5 separate regions of the Mus musculus genome follow, and all the other regions are linked to region 3. Evidence: chromatin contacts called from public Hi-C and HiChIP or PLAC-seq data. All regions are on one chromosome and are shown on one strand. The core of a region is the stretch at or near the end of the contact, and the rest is flanking DNA. Distances in the headings are between cores, read along the strand shown.

Region 1 (2,975 bases), core at 222-2,721, 420 kb before region 3:
TCTGTTAAGGCTGGCCCTTTGGACCAGGAAGCCCCAGGTTAACAAAGACTGTGAAAGAATAGAGACGTGCCTTGTACACACAAGGTTTCCCATGATCTGGCGCAGAGTTGATACTTTGGCACATGCTTGGTGGACACACAAAGCCCACGAGGAGTGCGATGGCTGATGGCATGTGTTGATTTGCATATGCTACGGTGACTGGTGGTTTAGTCAGACACCAGCCAAGGTATCACAAAATATTTTATGTCCGAGACTAACATTTAAATCAATCAAGCCCACTGCCTGTTTCTGTCTAGGTGATTAGAAATCCAGTGGATTCCAGGCCGATGTTGTGAAGTTGAACTAGAGACTGTGATCTAGAGCCGAGGAGCCCCTCTCTTTGGCTTCTCTGGGGGCATATTGGTTGATGAAGAGTTGTCTTGAGCTGCACTTTATTCCAGGGACATCCTACCCATGGCCCAGGCATTGCTAGACCAGGCCTATGGTTATTTTGAGTGGCAGCAGGCAGAATGACATCATCTACAGAGTTCGTGATTGAGAATCATGCACTCAAGTTACAAAAATTGCAACAGAAACCACTTCATAGTATTTTAAGTAAGTTTAAAGTTTTGTCTTGGGCCAAATTCCCATATATTCTGGCCTGTACTTGCTGTCAGGTGGGTTAGACACTCCCGGCTATGTCATCTCGTCCCAAAAGCTTTAGGCACTGGTCAGCTCTGCAGACAGTGGACAGGGGACAGTTCACAACAGTTTCCCCTTCTCCCTTTCGACCTCCTTCTTTCTCTTTATATGTATATTCATGAGCGCGCGCGCACGCACACACACACACACACACACACACACAGACAGAGAGAGAGAGAGAGAGAGAGAGAGAGAGAGAGAGAGAGGAGAGAGAGGCATGTGTCTTTGTATGTGGCTCTCCATACCTAGCCATACATCTCTAGCTATTTTACTTCTGTGTTCTTTGACTCTTGGGGATCCTAAGTAGGGCAGAATTAGGGAGGCTATTGTCCTTGTGAGTAGTGATGACCTTGAACTACAAGTTGGGGACACTGGAAGCAGCCTCTGCAGAGAGACAGTCCATGATGGAGAGGAGCCTGTCTTACTAGCAGCTCTTTTCTGATCAGGGTCTCCCTAGGCATCCCAGATTGGCTGGAACTTGGGATCCTCCTGCCTCAGCCTCTCTGGGTGTGGGATTACAGATGTGCACTACCATGCTGGCTCACTAGCAAGCCATTCCTCTAGGTGGTCTGTCAACAAGACACACCCTGCTGATCTACCCCTGGCAGCGGTATCATGCTTTTTTGGATCCCCTTGGAAAATGGATGGAGGGGCTGTTATAAACTGGGACAACCCAATGGGGGCAGGTGCCATTCCCCAGTCTCCCCTGCCAGCCTTGGTGCCATCCTCCAGCTATGGTGCAGGAGTGTCAAACAGTAGAGGGCACCAGAGGCCTGTCTCTGCTGTGACAGCCTGTTTTGGTGGCATCAGGCATGTGTGGGCGAAGGTGGTGCGGCTGCTGTAGGAGGTGGTACTCTGTCGTAAACAGGGAGAGCTCCGGATTGCTGCTGTGCCTTTTTAACTGTAGTTTCATATGGCTGTATGAGGCCAACTACATCCAGTGGGCTACAGAGAGCACCTGGGACCAGGACCTGGGGGTGTGACGCGCCTTGGCTTCTCAGGAGTGGGTCTTACATGATTAGGTGCTTTTTCTCTCGGTCAGCTCTGCATTTCACTGCTGTGCGTCAAACCTGGGAGGGCAAGCTAGGAGCCAGGACAAAGCACAGTGGGGCGCAGTGTACCAACAGCCAGGCTGCATGGCCCAAAGTGATGAGGCTGTCCCCAGACTTCTTCTCTCCAGTACCTTGAGTTTCACCATCACACTTCTGCCCACTGGCTGCCCTACTCCCACCTCTCTACTCTGCACAATGTTCTGGTTTCAGGAAGAAGGGAAGGATGGAGGTTGGGGAGGGCGGCGACTGACAGTAACAGTTTTCACGGACAGATGCGCCTGGGGGTGGGGTGATGCAGGGGTGGTGCCATGTGGGATGGAGAGCTTCATCCTTGCTCTGCTTTGAACTGGTGTTCCGTTCCAGCAGCTGCATGTATGCTCTGCTGAGCCTTTCCTTTCCAGAGCTTCGGTTTCCGTCTCTGTAAAAAGGGGCTCAGGTGATCTGGGGTTCTCATCTGGTCCTTGTACCTTGAGGTCCATGTGTTGAGGATCAGGCTCAGGGAGGCACTTTGGTCTTGGGGAAGGGATGGGAAGGAAACAGACTCTGAGAGTTGTTAGCTGGCTGTGCTGTTCTGCCAGGAGTTGTTCCAGCCTCTGCTCCTGTTTGATCTCCTTTGGTGTTGGCACGTGGTCATGATTGACACATCTCCAGATCACACAAGACCAAGGTCAGGTGAAATCTGTCACCTCTAGCCCTGCTTGGCTCTCTAGGAAGAGAGGTTGTTAGTGACACCAAATTTCCCACACTCCCTATCTGTCTTCTGTAGGTCACTGTCCTTTACTTCCCGGCTGTGACCCCTCCCACATGGGCAGATGATCTGTCCTCCAGAATGTCAGGCATGATCTGTGGGCAGTCACCTAGGGATGGATTGGGGCGGGACATGGAACTGTTCCTTGGCACTCAGCTGTGGGGTACTTCTTTTTGGAATGACTTTGTTGTCCCTCCTCTAGGATGGCCAACTCCTGAGGCTCCAACCTCTTCATAAGGCTACTCCTGGGTGGGACTGGCTAGAGATGCAAGTCTTCCTCAGTCCTTCAGTCTATTTACCTTGGCTCAAGCTCTGGATGCTTGGGGATGTAGTAGGGAGAGAGACCACTTTTTGGATGTCTCCAGCACTCCCAGGATTCCATCCTAGAGTCTTAGAGTTCAGCAGTGTCCACAGAGCTAATCCCTCACCACTGGGCTTCGTGAGCACCCTGGATGGCTCTCAGATGCCTGTTACCTCCTTAGAGCTCCTGAGGT
Region 2 (3,239 bases), core at 110-2,609, 460 kb before region 3:
GATTAAAGGTGTGTATGACCACGCCTGGATCTGGGACTTGCTTTGTCCTAGATGACCTTGAACTCTGGGATCTCCTTGCCTTAGTCTCCTGGGATTCATAGCCACTATGCCTCAAGATCTCCATGCCAAGATCCAGGTCAGAAACTTGTATCTCCCAGCCTCAAGATGAGGATCACAGATGAGCCTTCCAATTCTGGATTGTAGTTCATTCCAGATATAGTCAAGTTGACAACCAGGAATAGCCACTACATCCATCTACCCACACCCTTTTAGAGTGACCACTGCCCTGGTTTGCCTGGCACTGTCTTGGTTTTCAAACTGTAAGTCCCACCTCCCAGAAATTCCCTTAGCCTTGGATAAGCCAGAACCATTGGCTATCTTCTCTCCTTCCCTCTGCCCAGCATCTCCTTCCTCCCCAGGCCTTTCCTCCCCATACCTGCCTCCTGTTCACTAATCACTCGCTAGTGGGTTGCTTTTTTCCCTGAGACAGGCTCTTCCTATGAATTCGGGATCTTCCTGCCTCTACCTCTGAAGAGTTAGAGTCACAGATGTATGCCGCCATGCTTACGTCCTTAACACTGCTCGATTTCACATTTACTTACTTATTTATTTACTCATTTATGGGGGGACTGTCAAGAGTAAAACACAGTTTCTACGAGGAGGTCCGAGGACAGTTTGGGGGAGTTGGTTCTCTCCTTCTATTATGTGAGTCCTATCTTTAACATCAATCATCTTTATCCACTGAACCATCTCACAGGTCCCTCCTTTGACTTTATTGGGCTCCCCAAGAACTTGAGTCTGAGCTGGTATGTGTGTATCGGGGTCACGTGGGAGTACTTCAGGACTTCTGATAAACTGGAACTTTCCTCTCCTAAGGAGTGTCTGTGATCCCCCGTGCAACCTCGGTGGTTGCAATAGCACCAGGCAGCTAGTAGCCTCCTGCTTCTTAGCCCTTTGTGTGCATTAGGAAAAACTTCAGCTGCAAAGTTGGATTACAGAGGTCTGGGGTGGGCCTGAAAGTCCGTGCTCTGAAAGCTTCCGGATGAAATTCTGGGGTTTGGGGGGGCAGAGTGAGAGCTTCTTTGTAGAGAGAGAAGAGCAGGTGGGAACACCCTGGGCTCTGAGAAGGGTATTCCGCTCTGGGGTGATTGTGTGGACAGCCAGCTGGCCCATCAGACTGATTGACTCCAAGATGACAGTGGCCCAGATCACACTTACTTACCCTGTTCTGTGGCTTGCAGAAAGTCCCCCCCCCCCCACTTTGATACACTGTCTCTACAGCTGGCTCCAATGAGCAAAGGATTTCTCTCCAGAGCTGGGCTCTGTTTGTCTTTGCACCTGCTCCAGCAGCTGTTGCCCACGCTCCGTTAATGGCACAAACGAAGTCTCTAATGGTGGGGCGTAAGTCTTGGTTGGCAGTGGGGCTGGGGATGTGGGATGTGCAGACAGATGGGAACTCCGCCAACTGCTGGGATCCAGGCTGCACTGCCAGCCAGACTGCCAGCCAGCCAGCCAGTGGGTCAGCTGGCGGGATAACCAACTTGGAAGTGTTCACCCTCCCAGGCATCTTTGGAACACTCACAAGATGTGTATATGGGTTCAGCCTCTGGAACGCCCGTCTTGGATGACACAGGAAGACCTGGACATACCAAGGACTTCAAGAATGAGACAGGGTGGGGAAGGCGGTAGGCAAAGTGCTTAGTGCACAAGCGTGAGACCTAAGCTCCAATCTTCAGTATCCACATAGAAGGCAGGTGTGGTGGCATCTCTGTAGTCTCAGGGCTGGGGAGAGACAGGAAAATCAGTGGCCAGCCAGTGTAGCCCAAATGGGGAGCTCCAGGTTTGATGAGAGACCCTGTCTCAAAAAAACTAAGGTGGAGAATAATAGAAGACACAGATGTTGACCTCTGGCCTCTATGTGGCCTCTCTCTCTCTCTCTCTCTCTCACACACACACACACACACACACACACACACACATCAGTAGGACTTTTGGTGGACTGGAACTATTTCTTCCTCTCACAAAGATTCTGATTGGCTTACACAGTGTCTTTAATTTGAGACAGTTGCTCTGACACCAAACATTGTACTTATTCATTCGGGAGTTGTGAGGTAGGTGGGCATAGTGGCTTACACCTTTGACTCCAGCACATAGGAGGCAGAGACAGGCAGATCTCTGTGAGTTTGGGATGAGTCTGGTCTATAATGAGTTTTAGGCCAGCCAGAGTTGCACAGTGAGACCTTGTCTTGAAAGCAAAACAAAACTGTGTGTGCACAGACTGCAGGATCCGCCTTTGATAAGAATTCTTGAGGACTGTCAGGGCTCCCACTTACCAGAGCTTCTGATGTTTAGAATTTCTAGTTTTTAAAGATAAACAATATGTCCTAACCCACCAAGATTACCATTGCTGAGCTGATATCAGCGGTTGGCAGATGCACTGAGCCCTTTTTTAGGTTAGGAATGTCATTTGACTGTGTCCCATGACATGGTTGTGTTTGTCACCGATGGAGCCATTGGGTATCACTTGGTTCTTGTGTTCACCGTTCTCTGATTTCTCTTGTCAGGAGAGCTTCATTTGGACCCACTCTCAGGCATTGTGACTTCATCCCTTGTGCAGAGCTGTGAGGTAGAATTCAGACCCAGCTAATCAGAGATTCCCCTGGCCAAGGTGGTTGATTCTGGATGGTCATATGACCCAAAGAGAGTAAGTCACGTCTTGGAATGAGATCGCTCCCTCTCTGAAGGATGGGAAGCTGAGGAGGAACTGAACGGATGATGGAACGGATACTACAAAAGACAAAACTGTCTGCCTATTGGCTGCTCAATCTACGAGGCTGCATGTCCCAGCACTCATCTGGCCTGGACTGCCTGGGGGATTCCTGGAGAGCCACTGGTCTTCAGACCATATCAGAAGACCCAATAAGCTGGGTTCTGACATCAGCAATAGGTGGCTTCAGGGAGGATGTCGAGGTAGATGTGCTCATCAACAGGAAGCAAGGCAGGCAAATGAGCATCATTGCTCTCCCCTCAACATCAGCCTCATATCTGGGCGCCACCCACTCTAGGAGTGTCTTTTCTCTCCTCTGTCAATCCTTCTCAGAAATGCTCTCATAGACTTATCTGCTCAAAGACCTTAGTTGATTTCCTGATCCTACCAAGCTAGCTATTGCAGAGGGTGTAAGACCAGAAGTGACCACTAGAGGACACTGTGTCTAAGAGGTTTGCTGGGCGGTTCCCAC
Region 3 (3,131 bases), core at 627-3,126:
GGAAGAAGAGGACCCTGGGGTCAAACCTCCATGCTGATTGTATAATACTGCACACAGGCAATATTACATTCGAGTAAGCGGATGACAGAGGGCCAGAAGACGGAGGTGGGCAGATACCCTGTGTCTGCAGATGTGGTTCACCCACGACGTTCCCAGGACACCTTGGGTCCCTGGGAACTTACCCAAGATATCAATTTTTAGAAGCAAGGTACTGCTATTTCTGTTTCCTGGCCTGAGGCAAGGTCCCAAGAGGGTGAGGGGCACCCGTCACTCTATTTACTTCAAGGAAAGATGTGTCTTTTCAAGTCAGACCTGAGCCATAGATGAGCATACATGAAGAACTTCCATTTTAAGTTGGGCAGCGAATGAGAAAAGGTGCTGAGCTGCAGATAAAGCCCTAAGCAGAGATGAACAACCCTGAGCCCGGGCTCCTCCACTGCCAATCCTCCCACAAACGGAAGACAAGCCAGTGTCACAAAGGCACAAAGCCTGCAAGGCCACTAAGCCTTTCCCTTAGGGTGGGGACAAGTGTCCCAAGAGAGCAAGCTAAGGTCTCCCAGCAGAGGACTGTAGGTTTCATGCTGGGGAGAGAGCACTGGGAGTTTTCTCAGTTCTTCCTCTGCTCCAGGGGGAGGGAGGGGAATCCCTAGGGATGACAAGCCTGAGAAAGAGAAGATCTGAGGCAGGTGAGCAGCAGGGAAGGCTGGAAGCAGGGTGTCCTGTGGCTGTGCACAGGGAGGGGGAACCTCTGGCAAGGGCTAATCTGCAAACCTTGAAGGCCTAGCGCCCCCTCAGTGAACTCAATGGCTTACCTCAAGCACCACTGTTTGAATGTGAAGTGCTCCACAGGCTAAGGGGTCCCAGCTGATTGGGGGGAGGGGTTGTCCTTGGAACCTTCTGGACATGGATTCTGGCTGGCAGACACAGGGCCACAGGGGATTATAGGGGAGTTCTGATACAGGCCAGCTTCTTCCTAACTGTGGCTAGGATGTAACCAGTCACCCCACACTCCTGCTTCCTCCAAGTCACAATGTGACCATAACGGACTGTACACCCTCAAACCATGAGCCAAATAATCCTTCCTCGATCCAGTTATCTTATCCTAGTGATAAGAAAAGTACTGATAAACCTACCCTTGTTCAGACTGACATTAATGTCAGGAGTGATAGGATGAGTCAGAGAACCCCGGTCTAACTACAGGGATAAGAGTGGCCACAAGTCCACACATGCTAAAGATGTATGCTGGAGTCCACACAGGCTAAAGACGCATGCTGGAGTCCACACAGGCTAAAGATGCATGCTGGAGTCGTGTGGGACTCCAGAGCAAGACGATGTGCTTACAAAGAGGGACACTAAAGGCAGGTACGGTAACCCTTCTTGTCTCCTTTCCCCATTTTACTAGAGGCCAATGCTGGCCCAGGGATGGGGTTCACTGGCAAGGAACGAGGCGGGGTGGCCAGCAGGTGGATGGGTTTGGGGGAATGGTGTGGGAGGGAGCCAGCCGCAGAACTTAATTTCCTTTCCTAAGCCGGTTTTCTGGGCAGCCCTTCCCTGCCAAGTTTCTGCCTGAAGCAAATTAAAATGGCAGAGTTATCAAGCCTTGAAGAAAAAAAATGGAGGTTATAATGGAACTGCAGCTCAACCTTCCCCGCAGCCGGGCGAGCGGCGGCGATGCGCTCACAGCCGCAATTCAATTAGTTGCTGCAAGCACAGGCAGAAAAAAAAATCACCGTCATTTCATTTCATTTCCTCCGATGGTGGCGGCCACCCCGTGCTAAGCAGAAATGCTTCCAGCCCCTCAGGCTGGCTGCCCCTGCGCAGGCGGGTGATGGAGAGGAGGGAGGGGACGGGGTGGCTGCTCGTGTTTCTCCTTGCGACCCAGTGCGAGAACAGGGAACTCTTTCTTCTCATGCAGTCAGGCTGAAAACCCTCGCCGCTACCGGAGAGTCATGTCAGGCATTTAGCGGCATCGATCCAGCCCGCCTCTGGTTGGCAGGCGGCCAAAAAACTAAGTATTTTTTATTGCTTCAGCTAGGCAAGGAAATATGAATGAAGCTACCTCTAATTGGACTCCAGACTAACCCCTCTGGGACAGCTTCCAGCCTGTCCACCCGGCCCCCTCCCCTCTCTGACACAGCCTTGTCCTTCCTGCCGGAGGCCTTGACTGTTGACAAGCTGTTTTCCTAAGGCTGATTATTTCAATCTCCACCATCCAACACCATGGCCCTGAGGATGCAGCCCCCAGAGTACTCCCCATCCCCCACTGGTGCCCTCCCTGAGCTGCCCAGCCCTAGGATGTCATGGGATTCATCCCTGTTCATTCCCCAGCTCCCATGTTGAGTCAGCCTAGCTTGGATGCCAGGAGCATTATTGGGGGGGGGCTGCACACTTGGGGGTCCCTCTGGGTTTCTGGCAGAAAGCTTTCAGCAAGGGCACAAAGCCAAAAGCGAATAGGTATGAAGAAGTAGGTAATGGGCTTCAATGCCCACTTCCTGGGGAAGGCCTCCTGCTAACCAAGTAATGAGCCCTGCTACAGGGGGTCTGCCTATCCAAAGCTGAGAGGCCGTCTGGCAGGGTAATCCCCATGACATGCAGGAGGAGACAGGGGCTCCAAGGTCAAGACACAAGACCTCATAAGGCTGAGATTGGATTGAAGCTGGGGAGGGGTGGAGGTTGGGGGTGGGGTTGGGAGACAACGCAGGTGGACATACCTAGTCCAGCTTCTATGTAGGGAAACTGCCTCTCCAAAAGTATGCCACTGTTTAAGGATCAACACCAAAGCAATCAAAATGGACTTGAGCTTTAATCAATCCTTTCTTCTGTGCCTAGCCATTCCTGAGCCCAAGGGGGCGGGCGGGGCCTGGATTTCTGAGCAGGCAGGCAGGCAGGGCAAGAAGAGACAGCTAATGGGAGGGAGGTATGAGAACAGTCTGGATGGAGGGAGGGATTGGAAAGGAAGGCGGGTCAAGCAGAGAGAGCTTCCCGAGGAGGCTGCTGCCTGGACGGCTAGTTAAAGGCCTGACATTCCAAGCCCTACTTAACATGAGGTAATAAGGAGAGCCATCCTAGCAGATTAAGATGGTCCCGGATACAAGCTCTGCGATGAAGAATAAAATAGCTCTGCTAATCGC
Region 4 (3,087 bases), core at 181-2,680, 480 kb before region 3:
TTTTTGAGACTCCTCCAGCAACCATCCAGGTGAGGTGTCCCCCTTTTGTAGGACATGGAATGGTGGTGAGGTGAATTTGAGTCACATCCTTGAAAAGTGGACAACTGGGATCCACACTCGCTTTACCAGTTTTCTTTGCTTCATGGTGCCCTAGTGAGGCTCCTCTGTGTGCTCAGCACCCCTCCCTCAGAGCTCCATTAGACACTATTCTATCTATCTATCTATCTATCTATCTATCTATCTATCTATCTATCTACCTACCTACCTACCTACCTACCTACCTATACCTATCTATCTATTGGCTTTTCAAGACAGGGTTTCTTTTTGTAGCTTTGACTGTCCTAGAACTTGCTCTGTAGACTAGGCTAGTCTTGAACTCACAGAGATCCACCTGCCTCTGCCTCCTGAGTGCTGGGACTAAAGGTGTGTATTTGTGTGTGTCTTAATATGTTCATCTGAATACAAGTGCCTAAGGATGCCAGAAGAGGGCAGAACCATATCCCCTGGAGCTGGAGTTACATATGGTTGTGAGCCATCCAGTGTGGGTACTGGGTGGGAACTGAACTTGGGTCCTCCGAAATAGCTGTATAGACTCTTGACCACTGAACTATCCCTTCCCCTCCCATTTCTAATCAATAGAAAAACAAATACTAATGTGAGATGCAGGCTTAAAATACACACACACACACACACACACACACACACACACAGAGTGGAGTGGGGATGTGGTTCAGTTGATAGAGGTTTGTTTAGTATGGACAAAGCCCTGGATTTCATTCCCAGCATTGCATAAATGGGGTGTGGTAAGGCAAACCTATAATCCTAGCACTTGGGATGTAGAAGCAGAAGGATCAAAGGTTCAAGGTTATCCTTGACTAGATAGCAAGTCCAAGGCCAGCCTGGGTAACAGGAGATCCTATCTCAAACAAACAAACAAACAACACAACACAACACAACACAACACAAGAGAAAATGACATAACATGTACACGATTCACTCAACCCCCTCTGCCTCCCCACTCCTCCCGTGCTGGGGGCTTGAACGTGGCACCTCTCACATGTTAGGCTCAACACTCCTCTACTGAGCTACACCTCCAACCCTCAGTGTTCTGCCATCCTGGAAGAAACGGATTCTTGATGGGTTGAATAAATTCAATATTTTGCAAAACACTGACTGCAGTTCATTGAATGCCTATTGTTGTCTTTCCCTCATAAAGGAAGTAAAATAGATTTTAAAATATTTACCGTGTGGGAGTAGCTGCTGAAGGCAATTATTATGTATGAGTAGAACTCGAAAGGTGTCTGGCCGAGAATTCAGATTCCTAGGGCGTACAGAGGTTGGCAGGGGAGACAGCCGAGAGCCCGTCTCTTCTGGACCCCAGCATTCTGTGGCTCTCTTATTTGTTGACAGACAAAGCCCATTTATAACTTTTGGAGTCTGGCTTCCAGCATGGTGGCAGGGATTCAGGAATGCGTTCGCTGGGAGTCACTTAGGGAACAAGGCCTGATTGTCTTCCCTCCTGACTCTCAGGACACACACTCTGAAGCAACGTCCTCAAACCCATATTGCCTGCAACCTCCCTCACAGTGGCTATGAACCTAGGGGTCAGGAGATGTGGGTTTGCACTCTCCACCAGAACTGTGTACTTTCCAGAAAGTTATTTCCCTTTCCTGCCTCCCTTGTTCTCTGTGGACACCTCCAACCCTGGGTGGCTGTGGTCTTGGGCCAAGCATAAGGAAGGAGTGTCTGACACATCACACCAAGTTCACACATCCTCTAAGTTCATGGGATACTGAGTGTTCGGCCACTGTGATGGCTGTCAGCCGGGAACCTCTAAGATGAAGCCCCCTTCACTTATGCACAGATTCCAACTGAGCCCTGAGGGTCCCCAAGCTCCTGAGGTACAGATGAGGCCCAGAGTTGAATCAGCCCCTTGCTTTTTTCCATATCTAAGAGCATGTGCTCACAGAGACCCACGTGTGGGGGTGGGGGGACTCTCCGAAGCACTCAGAGAAGCCTGTGGCTGGGCACCTGACTTAGAATCCTGCTGGGATCTCTTCTCCTACCCTACACTCTCAACTTCCCCGCCTCCCATTGGCTTCTCTTCCTCTATAATTTACGTATGTATGTATGCATGTATGTATGTAATGTACTCCCCTTCCCTGCGTTGGCTGTCACATTCCTTCCCCTCCTACTTCACAGCACAGTTCAGCTGCAGCAGCCCGCAAATGCACATATCAAAACCTGCCAGGAGAGGCTTGGTGGCTAAGAGCACTGGCGGTTCTTCTAGAGGACCTGAGTTCAGTTCCTAGCACACACATGGTTGCTCATGACCATCTGAACCTCCAGTTTCAGGGGATTTGAAGCCCTCTTTTGGACTCTGGGCACCAGGTACTCATGTGGTTCACAGACATCCACACAGGCAAACATACCTGCACACATAAAATAATAAAATAAAAATTAAGAACATTTCTCAGGAGCTTCTCAGGCAGATAGACTCCAGAGAGGGGGATCATGGGATCGTTCTACAGGAAGGGGTCGCCATGGGCCAAGAGAAGGCTCAGTGGGAGAATGCTCTCACTGTGAAGCCTTGGTGACCTCAGTTGATTCCTAGAACCACATAAGGTGGAAGGAGAGCCAGACTTCACGAGTGTGGTCTGATCTCCAGACTCTTACCATCACCACACATGTGCCTATCCCCCATTACATTCGTTGGGGAGCAGGAGACACAAATAATAAATTTAGTATGTAAAAAAAAAGTCCTCAGAAAGATTAAAAGCTGGCCTAGGGAGACGGCAGAGTTGATAAAGGCACTTGCTATGCAGGCTGGAACACCTGTCCAGAACCCACACGGAGCCAGATGTGGTGCACATCTGTAATCCCAATACTCCCACTGTGAAATAGGAGGGAGAAATAGGAGATTCAATGAAAAATCACAGGCCAGCTAGCCTGGAGCATGGAGCAGTAAGAAATTTTACAGACCCTGTCTCAAATAAGGTGGAGGGCAAGATCCAATACCCAAGGCTGTTCTCTGACCTCTACGTGCTCATCATGGTCAAATGCAGACATAAATACAGAGAGGGGGGG
Region 5 (3,212 bases), core at 710-3,209, 290 kb before region 3:
CAGAGCCAATGGTTTTGGTGTGTGTGTGTGTGTGTGTGTGTGTGTGTGTGTGTGTGTGTGTTGATTTTTATCTCAAACCCTCTAGTGCCTAATGGATAGAGTGTTCTACCCAGCTTGGGACTGAAGAGTCTGCTCTTTGCACAGAGCCTCCAGGACTCCAAGAGACTGAAAAGTCAAAGCACTGTTATCATGGAATGTGTCAGAGAACCCTGAAAAAAACACCGAGGAAAAGGTGGCCAGTGTGTAACTGGAGTTCCAGCATAGAAGACCCGGTTCTCACACAGCCTTAAAAGGCTAGGCTCAGCCATTGGTCTGAATACACCATAAGACATGTAATCCTGAAAAGCAGAGAAAGATTTTATCAACTGTCTGGAAGAAGGAAGTTCAATGGCCATGAATCTGTCCTCAGGACACCTATGTGAACTTTAGATTTAAGTAGAGGAAGAACTGGACGGGGTGGGAGGGGAGGCGTGCATAACTAAGCAGTCTTGAGCAAGGTGTGGTCCTACAAAGTGGTCCAATAAATAGAGTCTATGATCTGGTCTGTGTCACCTGATCAGATACAAGGTGTGCCGTTTCCATGGTAGATATTTTTGTTTTCATCTTGTAGGTCATTCATCCTGCAGGGACTGGCCATCCCTGGAATCTAAGGTGACTGCAGGTTTAGGACAATGAGTTAGTTATCTTTGTGTTTCCAGTCTGGAAGAGGAAAGAAATAGGGTAGGTAGCCAGACACTCTCTGAGTGGGTAATGTGTCTATGAAGAGTCAATCATGAGTCTGACCAGAAATAAAAGAGGCACACACACAAAACACAACCAGAGAAGTTGGGCTTTCCTCCCGCCTCAAGGCTTGTAAGACTTGTACCTTGTAGTGAGGCTGCTTGCTCTCACTGTCAGCTTGACAGAACCTAGAGTCACCTGGGAAGAAGAAGGAATCTCAATTGAAGAGCTGCCTTGAAAGATTGGCCTATGAGGAACTGTCTTGATGGATGGTTGATGTAGACCCAGCCTACCATGGGCAGCACAATCCCTAGGCAGGTTGTCCCAGGCTATATATTACAACTGGTATTGAGTAAGCCAAGAAGTTCCTTCACGGTTTCTGCTTCAGATTCCCTCATTGATAGATTGTGAACTGGCAAACTAGAGGGGCTTTTTCCTTTTTCTTTCTTTCTTTCTTTCTTTTTTTTTTTTTTTTTTTTTTTTTTTTTTGCTTTTTACCCGAAGTGGCTTCTAAGGGCCTATTCTTCCCAAGACTAGCCCAAGTGAAATCTGAACTTTTCTAAGTGGATCGGATTGTGCAAGCAAGGGCCCAGAAAGTGTCCACATTAGAAAAGAACCTACCAGAAAACACAGCTGGCTGGCCACTTTGCTTAACCCAAGCTAAACTCCAGAGCCTTGTTCCCCGTAACCTTGCTGTTTCCTGGGAGCTCCTCTGACCTCCTGAGTCAGTCAGAACCTTTACTGCAGTGAGATTGCTTTGACTTATGCTTTTCACAGGAGACTCTGGGGGAACAGGGCCAGAGGGAAGGCCAGCGAGGGGTGGGAATTAGAGAGGGAGTGTCATCTGTCCAGGAAAAAGGCAGAGCAGAGCTACAATTGCCCCTCAAGCTGGTTTCAAGTTTGGCCTGAAAGTCTAGACCCTGCACCCTCTTCCTCTCCACCCCTACCAGTCTCCAACTTCAACCTTTGCTTGGAGGGCTGCAATGTTTCCTGCTTACAGGTTTCTCCATTCCTGGACCAACAGAGGTCCCCTCCCACTGGCCTCTGCTCTAGACAGCTTGTCTTCCCTGCTCGGTTCTTTCAGCCAGCACACCAACGATTACCTAATAGACTGTAGGCTACGTGCATAATTTATTCCTGTGAGTAATTGATCACATTTGGATGAGCAAGGGCCAGCACCAGGAAGAGACGGGAGAAGAGACATCAATAACCAGAGGAAGGAAGCTGGGCTAAAGTCAGCTAATTAGATGTCTCGCTGAGGCAGCTCTTTAAACGGAATGGGCTGAAGGTTGCAACTGACAGGTCAAGCATGCACGCCCACGCCCTCCCCTAGCTGCCCCCGTGTGGTCCAGCTTTGCTATAGATTAGAGTGTGTGGCAAGGAGCCCAGGCCTGAGTCAGAGAACTCTGCCACTAGCCCGAGTGATCTCGAGCAAACCTTTTTCCTCTGGGCTTTGATTTTATCAACTGTGAAATGGGGAGAGAGTGGGTTACAAATACGACTCTCAACAACAGAAATCCCAGAAGACTTGCAGACATAGATTGCAAGGATGTAGCTCCTAAATGATGCTACAGTTGATACAGGGCAGGCCAGTCATCTCCTGTAACTCACAGTAGTGATCCAATGGGCACTCTGATGGGACGATAACCCTAAGTTTGTACTCTGCTTTGGCCCAAAATATTGTTGGTAAAGGTGGCTTTCCTTTAGAGCTGTGGTTCTCAACCTTCCTAATGCTGCGACCCTTTAAATAGTTCCTCACATTGTGATCACCCCTAACCATAAAACTACTTTTGTTGCTACTTCATAACTCTAATTTTGCTGCTGTTATGAATTTTAGTATAAATATCTGATATGTGACCCCTGTGAAAGGGTCTTTGGATCCCAAAGGGCTCACAACCCATTGGTTGAGAACCACTGCCTTAGAACTTCATTCATTCTGAGGAAACTTGTCTCTCATTCCTGCCTTGGTTGCTAACTCACTACCTTGGTGCCGTTTCTTCTCCAGTGACTCGTTCCTGACCTGTGTATACACGGGCTGGCATCACGTCGCTTCTGACCACTGTAACACTCTATGGGGAGGTTCTCTAGAGATTTAACATGTGCAGTGAGTACCAGCCCCCGTTCCACCAAGAGCATCTGCTTCAGTACATCTGGGATAGCTCAGGGTGGTAGGTGTCTAAATGCTGCCATGTAATTCCAAGGATCAGGTACATTTGTAAGTCAGGGACTAGGACAGATGGCACATCTGCCATACTGGTGCCACACTTGTACTCTGGAGCTGGGGAGGATCCAGTTCTCTCCATGTGGGAAGTACGGTAGTAGCTGCTCGCCTCCACACGGCCAAGCGAGTCACGGGTGTGCAAGCTTCGTTTATGTATATACAGGTGCATGTGTGGGTGGTTACAGCTGCTCGTGGAGGTCAGCGGTTGACCTCCGTTGTCATTCCTCAAGATGTGTCCACATTTTTTGCTTGACATTTTGTGGTCTGTCTT

What was found. Hi-C and Micro-C count contacts between places; a contact is called where the count stands out from the background. HiChIP or PLAC-seq counts read pairs in DNA pulled down with a chosen protein or histone mark.
Region 1: a contact with region 3 is called in a Hi-C map of cerebral cortex, with 2.6 times the contacts expected there. The contact joins two enhancer-like sites. A contact is called at or near these places in 8 of 484 Hi-C or Micro-C datasets (the 63-12 cell line, CD8 T cells, bone marrow-derived macrophages and 3 more), 6 of 115 datasets of contacts at active chromatin or transcription factors (embryonic basal ganglia, embryonic forebrain, kidney and 3 more) and 1 of 9 other capture datasets (pancreatic islet).
Region 2: an H3K4me3 HiChIP or PLAC-seq map of embryonic basal ganglia shows a contact between it and region 3, with 6 times the contacts expected there. The contact joins two enhancer-like sites. A contact is called at or near these places in 2 of 15 datasets of contacts at CTCF or cohesin (embryonic stem cells and large pre-B cells), 6 of 484 Hi-C or Micro-C datasets (the 3T3-L1 cell line, bone marrow-derived macrophages, cochlea and 3 more), 10 of 115 datasets of contacts at active chromatin or transcription factors (effector CD8 T cells, embryonic basal ganglia, embryonic forebrain and 6 more) and 1 of 9 other capture datasets (embryonic stem cells).
Region 4: an H3K27ac HiChIP or PLAC-seq map of neural progenitor cells shows a contact between it and region 3, with 8 times the contacts expected there. The contact joins two enhancer-like sites. A contact is called at or near these places in 3 of 15 datasets of contacts at CTCF or cohesin (embryonic stem cells, large pre-B cells and stem cell-derived epiblast-like cells), 14 of 484 Hi-C or Micro-C datasets (the AML12 cell line, bone marrow-derived macrophages, cerebellar granule neurons and 7 more), 10 of 115 datasets of contacts at active chromatin or transcription factors (embryonic basal ganglia, embryonic forebrain, embryonic hindbrain and 7 more) and 2 of 9 other capture datasets (embryonic stem cells and pancreatic islet).
Region 5: an H3K4me3 HiChIP or PLAC-seq map of intestinal villus epithelium shows a contact between it and region 3, with 13 times the contacts expected there. The contact joins two enhancer-like sites. A contact is called at or near these places in 3 of 15 datasets of contacts at CTCF or cohesin (the NIH/3T3 cell line, large pre-B cells and pro-B cells), 43 of 484 Hi-C or Micro-C datasets (B cells, the C10 cell line, the G1E-ER4 cell line and 24 more), 16 of 115 datasets of contacts at active chromatin or transcription factors (astrocytes, bone marrow-derived macrophages, cardiomyocytes and 12 more) and 3 of 9 other capture datasets (adipose tissue, embryonic stem cells and liver).

The regions. Positions count from the first base shown.
Region 1 is chr9:61,828,942-61,831,916 of GRCm38.p6, reverse strand. No RefSeq gene overlaps it. Among named protein-coding and RNA genes, the nearest start is that of Gm34828, 8.0 kb to the right of the region's middle. Within about 2 kb of position 1,471, at least 19 of the 459 cell types and tissues checked have an H3K27ac peak or open chromatin away from gene starts, as enhancers often do. A contact at or near this core is called in cerebral cortex, where this site is marked.
Region 2 is chr9:61,860,356-61,863,594 of GRCm38.p6, reverse strand. It overlaps Gm34974 (a long non-coding RNA gene), which reads left to right. Exons shown (of 6, transcript XR_001779199.2): 6 at 2,565-3,239. Among named protein-coding and RNA genes, the nearest start is that of Gm34974, 37 kb to the left of the region's middle. Within about 2 kb of position 1,359, at least 19 of the 459 cell types and tissues checked have an H3K27ac peak or open chromatin away from gene starts, as enhancers often do. A contact at or near this core is called in embryonic basal ganglia, where this site is marked.
Region 3 is chr9:61,404,221-61,407,351 of GRCm38.p6, reverse strand. The region is part of intron 8 of Tle3 (transducin-like enhancer of split 3); the gene reads right to left. Among named protein-coding and RNA genes, the nearest start is that of Tle3, 33 kb to the right of the region's middle. Within about 2 kb of position 1,876, at least 106 of the 459 cell types and tissues checked have an H3K27ac peak or open chromatin away from gene starts, as enhancers often do. A contact at or near this core is called in cerebral cortex, embryonic basal ganglia, intestinal villus epithelium and 2 more, where this site is marked.
Region 4 is chr9:61,888,439-61,891,525 of GRCm38.p6, reverse strand. All of the region lies in intron 1 of Gm34974 (a long non-coding RNA gene), which reads left to right. Among named protein-coding and RNA genes, the nearest start is that of Gm34974, 8.8 kb to the left of the region's middle. Within about 2 kb of position 1,430, at least 31 of the 459 cell types and tissues checked have an H3K27ac peak or open chromatin away from gene starts, as enhancers often do. A contact at or near this core is called in neural progenitor cells, where this site is marked.
Region 5 is chr9:61,694,303-61,697,514 of GRCm38.p6, reverse strand. No RefSeq gene overlaps it. Among named protein-coding and RNA genes, the nearest start is that of Gm34770, 35 kb to the right of the region's middle. Within about 2 kb of position 1,959, at least 33 of the 459 cell types and tissues checked have an H3K27ac peak or open chromatin away from gene starts, as enhancers often do. A contact at or near this core is called in intestinal villus epithelium and stem cell-derived motor neurons, where this site is marked.